Linked DNA regions of Muntiacus reevesi: region 1 is linked to region 2. A link is a contact called in public Hi-C data. All regions are on one chromosome and are shown on one strand. Each heading gives the region's core, a stretch centred on a gene start, on an enhancer-like site or on the middle of the called end of the contact. The rest is flanking DNA. Distances are from core to core; before and after follow the strand shown.

Evidence for each region. Hi-C and Micro-C count contacts between places; a contact is called where the count stands out from the background.
Region 1: a Hi-C map of blood shows a contact between it and region 2, with 2.1 times the contacts expected there. The contact joins the promoter of CYB5A here to the promoter of ZNF407 in region 2. A contact is called at or near these places in 2 of 3 Hi-C or Micro-C datasets (blood and muscle).

The regions. Positions count from the first base shown.
Region 1 is chr4:4,485,105-4,489,862 of mMunRee1.1, reverse strand. CYB5A (cytochrome b5 type A) reads right to left here and starts at 3,150. Exons shown (of 5, transcript XM_065932299.1): 1 at 2,900-3,150. The coding sequence starts at 3,028.
Region 2 is chr4:4,309,318-4,314,454 of mMunRee1.1, reverse strand. It overlaps ZNF407 (zinc finger protein 407), which reads left to right and starts at 3,873. Exons shown (of 9, transcript XM_065932291.1): 1 at 3,873-4,163.

The DNA.
Region 1 (4,758 bases), core at 1,901-4,400, 180 kb before region 2:
AGCAAACTCCCACTGGCTATCTGTTTTACACATGGTGATGTGCATGTTTCAAAGCGGCTCTCCCAACCTGTCCCACTCTCTCCCATTCCCGAGTGTCCACAAGTCTGCTGTCTATGTCTCTGTTCCTTCCCTGAAAATAGGTTCATCAATACCATGTTTCAAGATTCCATATATACATATATATATGCATTAATATACAATGTTTGTTTTTCTCTCTGACTTACTTTGCTCTATATAACAGGCCCTAGGTTCATCCATCTCACTAGAACTGACTCAAATGCGTTACAGGTAGATAATATGCTCTGAAGGAGCACTTTGTTACTCGCTCAGTCGTGCCCGACTCTTTGCGACCCCATGGACTGCAGCCCACTAGGCTCCTCTGTCCATGGGATTTTCCAGGCAAGGATACTGGAGTGGGTAGCCATTTCCTTCTCCAGGGGATCGTCCCAACCCAGGGATTGAACGCGGGTCTCCTGCACTGCAGGCAGATTCTTGGCCGGCTGAGCTACAAGGGAAGCCTAAAGAAAAGTTTGGTATACAGGAACCACTACAAATTTGTTTTTATTTATCTTACTACAAACAGTAGTTTTGAGTTACCTAGCTCCAAGTATTAGTTATCAAATATTAGTGATAAATGCAATTCATCACATTTTTTCTTGAGAGACGTTCTCCCCAAGCGCCTTTTAAACAGAGAGTTGAAAACTGAGTGAGAAATAAACAGCATTTGCTGGCAGCTAATTGACCCACAGCTGGTTTGCATCTCTTCCGGTTTTGTTTAGAAAGTTTGTGCAATTCTTTTTCTGCCTCATAAGAATGAAATATAAAAGTAAATGGTTTATAGTACAATTTAATAATCTCTTATCTTCTGAGAAATGTATCCATTAAAAAAGTCATGCAAGATATACCTTAGGGCAGTGATTCTCGACTAGGAGTGACTTTGTTCTCCCCAAGGGGACATTTGACAAGAGTTGGAGACATGTTTGGTTGTCTTGGGGTAGGGGTGAGGGGGTGGGGACGATACTGACGGCAGGTGACCGAGGCAACAAGGAACACGACAGACCCTACAAAAGAGAAAAAGTGGCAAGTGCTTCATTATATAAAACATCCTGGGGGCTCAGACGGTAAAGCACCTGCCTGCACTGTGGGAGACCTGGGTTCGATCCCTGTGTCGGGAAGATTCCCTGGAGAAGGAAATGGAAACCCACTCCAGTACTCTTGCCTGGACAGAGGAGCCTGGCTGGCTACAGTCCATGGGGTCGCAGAGTTGGAAATGACTGAGCGACTTCACTTTCACTTTTTCATACTATTCTTTTTTATAGACACCAATAAAGTACATACACACTGGATTTTAAAATCCCACAATTATACACACCCTGGGAATGGGGAAGGAACAGTTGTAAGTAGACATCTGGTATCAATTAGGCCTGATGTTATGATGCAAGATTGTTCAAGAAAGTCTATAGCAAATAAGCTCTGTCGCTCAGCAGAAGGGATAGGACAGATTTGACCCTCTGCTATAAACCACTCTTAACCACATCAAGACACTATTTTATCTTCTGGCACATCACCTGGTGACAGTTTAACAGTAAAATATGTTGCTAATAAACAACTTCAAACTTTAAAAAAATTAAACATTCTCTGCAAAACAAACGTCTTCTGATACAAATTGTGATCCAGCTCAGACCAGGCCTCTACCTTCATTTTTCTCACAAGCTATGTAAAGAATTCCCATCACTAAACGTTCCTGTTTATTGTCTGGGGGAATGAAGGAGAGTGTTACATGTTGACAGAAAACAACAAAATTCTGTAATGCAATTATCCTTCAATTAAAAAATATATTTAGGGAGGGGATGTATGTATACATACAGCTGATTCACTTGGTTGTATAGCGGAGACTAACACAACATTGTAAAGCAATTATACTCCAATAAAAAATTGTTTAAAAAAAAATGTATGACTGAACCCCCCCTCCCACACACACACAGTGAGAAAACAGCCAGAGGCAGCAAACAAAAACCCCTTAGAATTTATTGCAAAAAACTATAATCAATGCAAAGAATCAAGGCAAAGGATTGCTTTCCTCTAAGTTACCCAGCTATTTTACAATTCTCAAAGCTGCCTAAGGGTGAAGTCGCACTGGTTCTTTTCACTTATCTGTCCCTCTCTCCTTCCTCAGCCACTCGCCCCCCGACTCCCAACTCCCACCCCAGCCGCTCGCTGGAGTCCAGTACTGCGCCTTAAACTGAAGTCAGCACTGGATAGCTTAAATGTCACTGGGCGCCTTCTAGGTGAACAGCGGGTGACTGGGCGTGGATGGTGGAGTGGCACCGGCTCCAATTAGGAATACACTCCAGGAATAAGTGGCACGACCCTGGTCCTAGATGAAGAACTGGCCTATGCAAACTCAAGATAAACAGGACCTTCAAAAATCCTCCCGTGGTTGCGCCCTCAATTTCACGTGAGACTTTGCTCCCCACTAAGTGCGTAGCGGGGATCTCCCACCTGCCCGCGCACGGTCCTGGGAGGCGGCTCCTGCCCTACGAGGGCGCGCCGCGGGCTGGGAAACTGGCTCACCTGGCACCTCCGGTCGCCCCCAGGTGTTCACACCCGGAGGTGCAGCCTCCGGGGACAAATACGCGGGCCCGCAAACTCAGGGGTACAAACTCGGAGTCCGCTCCCAGTCGTGCACTCAGGGAGCGCGCACACAGAGGGAGGCAGAGACACAGGTGTGTGCATGAGGGGAGAGCCTCCCAGGTGTGCAGAGCCTGGTGCTCCCGCGAGGGTGACCACACTCAGGTGTGCACGCGGAGTCGTGCGCAGATCAATCCCGCCCCCCCGAGGCAAGTCTCGGCAGGGAGCCCCCCAAGCCCCGGTCGGCATCCTGCCTCCATCAACTCACCTCCTCCAAAAATTTGGTCAAATCGTACACTTTGTAGTGTATGATCAGCCAGGTGCTCTTGCTGTGGTTGTGCTTCTGGATTTCCTCCAGGGTGTAGTACTTAACGGCTTTGCTGGACTCCTCGGCCATTTCTTAACGCAGAGAGCCTAAGGCCCTAAAGGCAGCAGGAGAGCGGGACGGAGAAGAGCGGCAGTCTCTGCGAACTCGCCCTGGGACATTCCCCGCTGCCGGGCTCGGCTCCCAGGCAGGGCTGCCCGTACGGAGGAGGGGAGGGGCCGAAGCATGGCCTCCGATGATTGGTCAGAATTCCTGTCGCTCAAGGGCCCCGCCCCCGACTGACGCTCTCCACCAACCAGGCGGGCCCCGCCCAGTGAACGGGTGTTGATTGGCTGCAAAAGGTGCCCTTCACAATCACAGTATAGGAGAGCGCGGGGGGCGGGGTTCCCCCCGTCTCTGCGCCAGAAGGCGGTGGCGCCGGGGTCAGCGTCTGGGATTGCGTGGACCTGGCCGGGGTGAACCGCGCAGAGTCCACCTTGTGCAGGGCAGCGACCCCACATCAAAATCGCCGCGGTTTCCCAATCCGGTCAGACCTGAACGTTCGTTAATTTGTAACAGAGTCCTTCCGCAGCGAGCGTAGGCGTGGATTGCGAGGCTGAGAGATGCAGAGCAACCTGGTGGACGTGGACTCACGCAGTTCCCCGCTTCGCCTCGGCCGGACAAGTGTGCTGCCCGGAGCACGGCTCTGTGACTGCTTGACCCATCCCCTCCCGCCCCAGAACTGCCCCATTCTCTCAGGAGAAAAAAAGAAAAAGAACAACCCGGGAACTGTTCCGTAAAAGCAAAAGCGGCCTCAAGTGTAGGTTCTGAGGACGCCGGTCGCTCTGAAGTGATTATTTCTTGACGCCTGAGTAGGCGAGTACTTCTATGAGTGTCTTCTGTCTTTTCTCACTGCTATATTGTTTAAGGTAAATTCTAAATGATTGATAGCTCTTGGAATAGAGCCTGGAGCAGTACCTCCCCAGCTGAGCATCCATTGGAAGATTTATAAATGTTTCATTTTTAAAAGGTGGGGGAGAGAATTCCCTCACGGTAAAAATAAAAAAAAAAAAAAAGATAGTAGTCTGATTTTTGTTAAGGCCTTTTTCAGCAACCGTATTTACTTCCAAAAAGAAGGACACGGTGGATTACACGTGTAGGTCATCCCCCAGGAAACCGGAACCGGCACAGCTCTTTCCACTCGCTGCTGCTGCTGGTGGTGTCCTGCCCCCTTGCTTGCCTCCTCCGTAGGAACGCAAGGCCAAGAAGACAAGTCCCCAAACATTCCAAATACTCTTTATCCATTTCACATGATGCAATGGGGCAGGTTTTCAAATACTGCACCAACCTTGCATCTCTAGAATAAGCCCTACCTGCTTATGATATGTAATTCTTTTCTTTTTTTCAATGTGCTTTTCAAAAAAATTACAAAGGAGGCAAAAATATACAATGGAGAAAAGACAATCTGTTTATAACAAGTGGTGCTGGGAAAACTGGCCAACCACCTGTAAAAGAATGAAACTAGAATACTTCCTAACACCATACACAAAAATAAACTCAAAATAGATTAAAGATCTAAATGTAAGATGAGAAACTATGAAATTGTTAGAGGAAAACATAGGCAGAACACTCTCTGACATAGATCACAGCAAGATCCTCTATGATCTACCTCCCAGAATAATGGAAATAAAAACAAAAATAAATAAATGGGACCTAATTAAACTTAAAAGCTTTTGCACAGCAAAGGAAACTACAAGCAAGGTGAAAAGGCAGCCTTCAGAATGGGAGAAAATAGCAAACAAAACAGCTGACAAAGAATTAAT
Region 2 (5,137 bases), core at 2,624-5,123:
GTGGTTAGATGTTTACAGCACACTTGCACTGTTATTGTATGGCATGTGAACGTAATGGCAGAAGGTGTTAATTTAAAGGAAATTAGAACTTTAAACAACACCATTAAATTAGTCACCAAGAATGGTTAATCACCAAAAATGACCAATGCTTCCTTTTTTGGGTTGCATTTGCTTATTTCTCTGGCTGTATCAGGTCCTAGAGGCCACACGGGATCTCTCGCTGCAGTGTCTGGCTTCTCTAGTTGTGGCCTGCGGGACTAGAAGTCCTGGGTGCAGCATGTCAGCTTAGTTGCTCTGCAGCATGCGGGATCTTAGTTCACAGACCCGGGATGAAGCCCACATCCCCTTCTTAACCACTGAACCATCAGGGAAGTCACCAATGCTTCCTTTCAAATTTACATAAATAATTATAACTAGATAAAGGCAGTTATCTAAATTTTATTTAAAGTCCCACCTGAGGAGCCAGAAGGCCAGCCACAGGGTTATGACATCAGTGCAGGGTGAGGGGAGGAGTTTCAGCCCAAGTTCCACACAGTCTGCCTGAGGCTCTGGGTGACCTTGGGACTGTGCATGTGTGAGGCAGGTTAAATCCTGCCGGCTAAGGTCGAGGGAAGTGAATGTGATTTCACCGCTATCGTGAGAGACGAGAGTGTGAGTACAGCCGAAACAACTGCCTGTTAAAACAGTAACAACAGTGTCTCTGCACAAGAACATGTGAATTCAGAGTCTCTATGTTACTCAAATATCTAGGATACAATCAAAATTACTGGACACAGGAAAACATGACTCATAATCAAGAGAAAAGAGCAAATTAATGAAGGTTAACCTGAAGATGATTCTAATGTTGGAATAAGATGAAATGTCAAAGCAGCTAGTGGAAAATATGCCTTTAATAAGTCAACAAATAAGAAATCTCAGTAGAGAAATAGAAATTTTTATTTTTAGAAGTAGAATAGAGAGAACCAACTAGAAATTTCAGAACTAGGAGATACAATATGTGAATTAAGGAAACAAAATCACTAGCTGCTTCTACCAGATGAAAGAAGATGACAGAAGAATCAGGGAATAGAGGACAGAGTGATGAAAATGATCCAAGCTCAAGTTCTCAGTGGGGAAAAAAAGGCTGAAAAGAAGAGGACTGAGTCTCCGTGAGTCATGCATACTATCAACAGGTGTCATGTGTGTCTGGGGCTTCCCTGGTGGCTCAGATGGAATCTGAGCCTGAATCTGCCTGCAATGCAGGAGACCCCAGTTCAATCCTGGGAAGGATTGATCCTTTAATTGGAATTCAAGAGAAAAAGAGAGAATGGGAAAAAGTACTTCAAGAAACAATTGTTTCATATTTTCCAAACTTGCTGAAATATAAAAATTTACAGGTATTAAAAGCTCAGAAAACTGCAAACAGGATAACTATGAAGAAAACCATGTCGAGGCACAGCATAATCAAGACTGCTGAAAGTCAAAAACACAGAGAAAAATTTGAAAGTAGCCTGAGAAAAACAACAAATTACATACAGGGAAATATAATAGGGAAAAAAGATCTGAATGAGCTCTGCCTACCAGGAGAAGATGGAGGTCAGGAGCCACGGAAGGACATCGCCTTAACAAACGTCTCTGAAAGAAGCTCCGAGGGGCTTTATTACACACGCACTGCTGTTTGGGTGCTACGTGATGTCTGACGCCTTTGTGACCCCATGACCTGCAGCCAGTGAGGTTCCTCTCTTTTTGGAATTTCCCAGGCAAGCGTTATGGAGTGGGTTGCCATTTCCTTCTCCAGGGTATCTTCCTGACCCCTTGGCCGGCAGATTCTTTACCACTGAGCCAAGGAAGCCCTTACTCTATATATATACACACACACATACAAGGACATACATATATATTATACATAAAATTCCTTAACAAGACAGAAAAACAATCAAATTTTCCCTACATTCTTGGATTCTCTAGCACACTGCATGACACACAGTAGGTGCTTTATAAACTATGGCTATCACTGTTATTCTGGAGGAGGGCATGGCAATCCACTCCAGTATTCTTGCCTGGAGAATCCCATGGACAGAGGAGTCTGGAGGGCTACAGTCCATGGGGTCGCAAGAGTCGGATGCGAGTGAAGTGTCTTAGCATGCATAGCATCACTGTTATTAGTATCATCTAATGGAACAAAATCTGTTTTACTGATAGTAACAGTATTACTGTGGCTTAGAAATTTGAGAACATCTCCATTTACATTTAACAGAATTTCAAAGGAAGGGAACTTTACCCTAAATGACTCATTTTATACATGAGGAAAATGAAGTCGACTTGACTTCTTGAAGGTCACTATATAATGTAAAGGTCCTGCCTGTCTCAGTAAAATAATGGATGATGGGGAACTGAAAAATAAACTCAGGTTTGATTACACTGCTTCAAGAAGGAAGAGGAATGTCAAATTCCCAAGGTAAGAAAAGAAAGGTGGCAAGATCAATCAGAACTCAAAATCAACAGAATGTCTATTCCACATGGAAAAATGCTAGCTACTGTAACTGTTGAGAAATTCATCGCCTTGTCATCCAAAAGATGCATGGTGGACTGGAAAAGGCTGGCTGTAGAGTTTACAGACGAGTTCCACCTTTACTAGCTGTGTGATCTTGGGAAAAGTTGACTCTTCTAAACTGCAATTACCTGTTGTGGGTGACAGACATGAGGCTTCATATAGATTACAAAAAGAATTTGACCAGATGATGTTTGTGAAAGATACTCTATAAGACAGTGTTTAAAAACGATTATCACCTGAATGTTCTGATTCAGAATCACTGATCTGGAACTGGCTTTGACAGTTGCTTTGGTTGACAAGTTAAAATGTTAGTCCCTCAGTTGTGTCTCCCTCTTTGGGGCTGTAGCCCGCCAAGGCTTCTCTGTCCATGGGCTTCTCCAGGCAAGAATACTGGAGTGGGCTGCCATTCCCTTCTCCAGGGATCGACCACAGGTCTCCTACATTGTAGGCAGAGTCTTTATCATCTGATCCGCCAGGCTAAGAAAGCCTATCATTGTAATACTATCCTGAAAAAATTCCACTTACTTAAAAATTATACAAAGCTGATTATTTAGGAAATTCCCCTCCCTATATCTTCGAGATAAAGTCAAAACTCCTTTGCCAGCTCTGTCTTTACACTGACCCCAAGTGGGGCAGCACAGCTGCCCGCTCCTCTCTGAGCATCTTTGCCCGCGCACTTTTCAAGCTGCAGTCCTCCATCCGGACTTTGAGTCTCCTGAGAAAAGGCTGTAAGCTTCAGGTTGCCCAGAGTTCCCCGAAAAGGGGCAGGAGGGGTGGTGTCTACTAGGCTCCGTCGTGCTGTGCTTCTTGCGATGTGCTCTTCACGTTTATAAAAACGATTCGGCGGGGACGTCTTCAACGCCCTAAGTGTCTTCGGTTTCTCTTGCCAAAGCGTCCAACAACCACCTTTGGCAACTCTGCCTCCCCGTTAGTACCGGAATTCGGCCCGTGGCTCCGAGGATCCCTTTGTTTGAGGCGCTCTTCAGGTCTTCCTGAGTCCCTGGAGCCGCGCAAGCGCCCGGCGCGCCAGAGAGACCCTGTCCCCACAAGACGAGCGCCGGGCAGCGCTCAGCCAGCTCGGGCCCAGGGCAGCGGCCTCCCCCGGGATCCGCGAAGGCGGGCGAGTGGGGGTGGATTGGTGGGCACGGGGTCGGAAGGGCGGCGGACCGTCCGGCAGGAATCCGCTCGGGGAGCCCCGCAAACCCCGCCTGGTCCTCCGGGTCGGACGCCGCCAGTCGTCCACAATGATTGACCCGCGTCTCCCTTGGTTTTGCAGCCGACCTCTAGGATTTTTCCGTTTTCCTCACTGGGGGAGGGGGCGGGACATCCTGTTCCAGAGCCCAGTGACTTCCGGCAGGAGGCAACATACGGAACGCGGGAGGCATACAGGCCCGCCGGCCCGTCGGGACAGGTAGGGAGCACTCGATTTGACCTTCACTAACCCCGGTTCCAAGATCTGGGGCTCTGTCCAAGATGCCCGGCGCCCCGTCCCCGAAACAGTAGTCCTGGTGGCCGCCGGAAGTGGGGAAGCGCCGAAGCCGGAAGTCCCGCCCCTTCCTCCCAGAGGGAAGACGGTGAGCCGGAGGAGTCAGTCAGAGGGGCGAGCGGGAGCGGCCCCGCCGGCAAACAGGTGAGATACCCCCCGGCCTGGGCGGGGGGCGTGGGGGCGGGGACCGTCCGGCGTCAGCGCGGGGCCCAGAGGCGGGGGCCTGCGGGCCGGGGCGCGGACCGATGGGCGCCGGGCGCCCCGCCGCGGCCCTTCGCTCTGCCTCCGCCCCCCTCCCCCCGCCTCCGCCCCTCCCGGCTCGCCGGTCCCTCCCGGCGCCGCCCCGACGCCCCCGACACACGCCCGCAGCCCGCGCCGGGCTCTCCCCGCCGGGCCGGCTGTCAGCGCCGAGGCCGCGATCGCGCGCCCCCCGCCCGCGATCGGCGCTTCTCCTCGCCGGGCTGCTCCGCGGGGAAGCGCAGCACGCGCCGCGTGCCGGCCGCGCGCTCCCGGCCTCCCCGAGCCGCGCTGCCGCCGTTACGGACGCCGGGCGGGCGGAGCGCCGGAGGCCGCGGGACCCGGCCGCTCGGGTTCAAGCCGCCCGGCCCGGGACGTAGACCGCCCGGGCTGCCGGCCGCCACGGGTCCCGCCCGGTGCAGCCGGCGGGCGCGTCCTCCGTGCTCTCGGGTCGCTCGCCCGGGACCCAGCCGGGCGCCGCGGGCCGCAGCAGCGGCTGACCCCTGTCGGCTGCGCCGCGGTGTGAACGGCTGGAGTTGTTTTCCAGGGGAACTCTGCAACAGGACGCCTGGGCGGGGTGGGCACCCACGCGCACATGTGCGGGACTCCTTTATAGATGATCGTAGCCCTGGCGCCGATCGAGGGAGAACTTTACAGTTTGAGCCCTTGGAACTGGTCACCGCCTGCACCTGCCCTGCGTTGAAGTGTTAGTCCAGTGGGAAGACCGGACGTATATGATCAGAGCATCCTTAGGAGCTCGTTTGACAGATACTCTGCTTTATTTAGCACAGCAGTCTTGTAGAGTAGGAATTATATTCTCTTCACCAACGGAGACCAAGATTAAATCTTGACCAAAGTTAACATCGGGGATTCCAATCTCA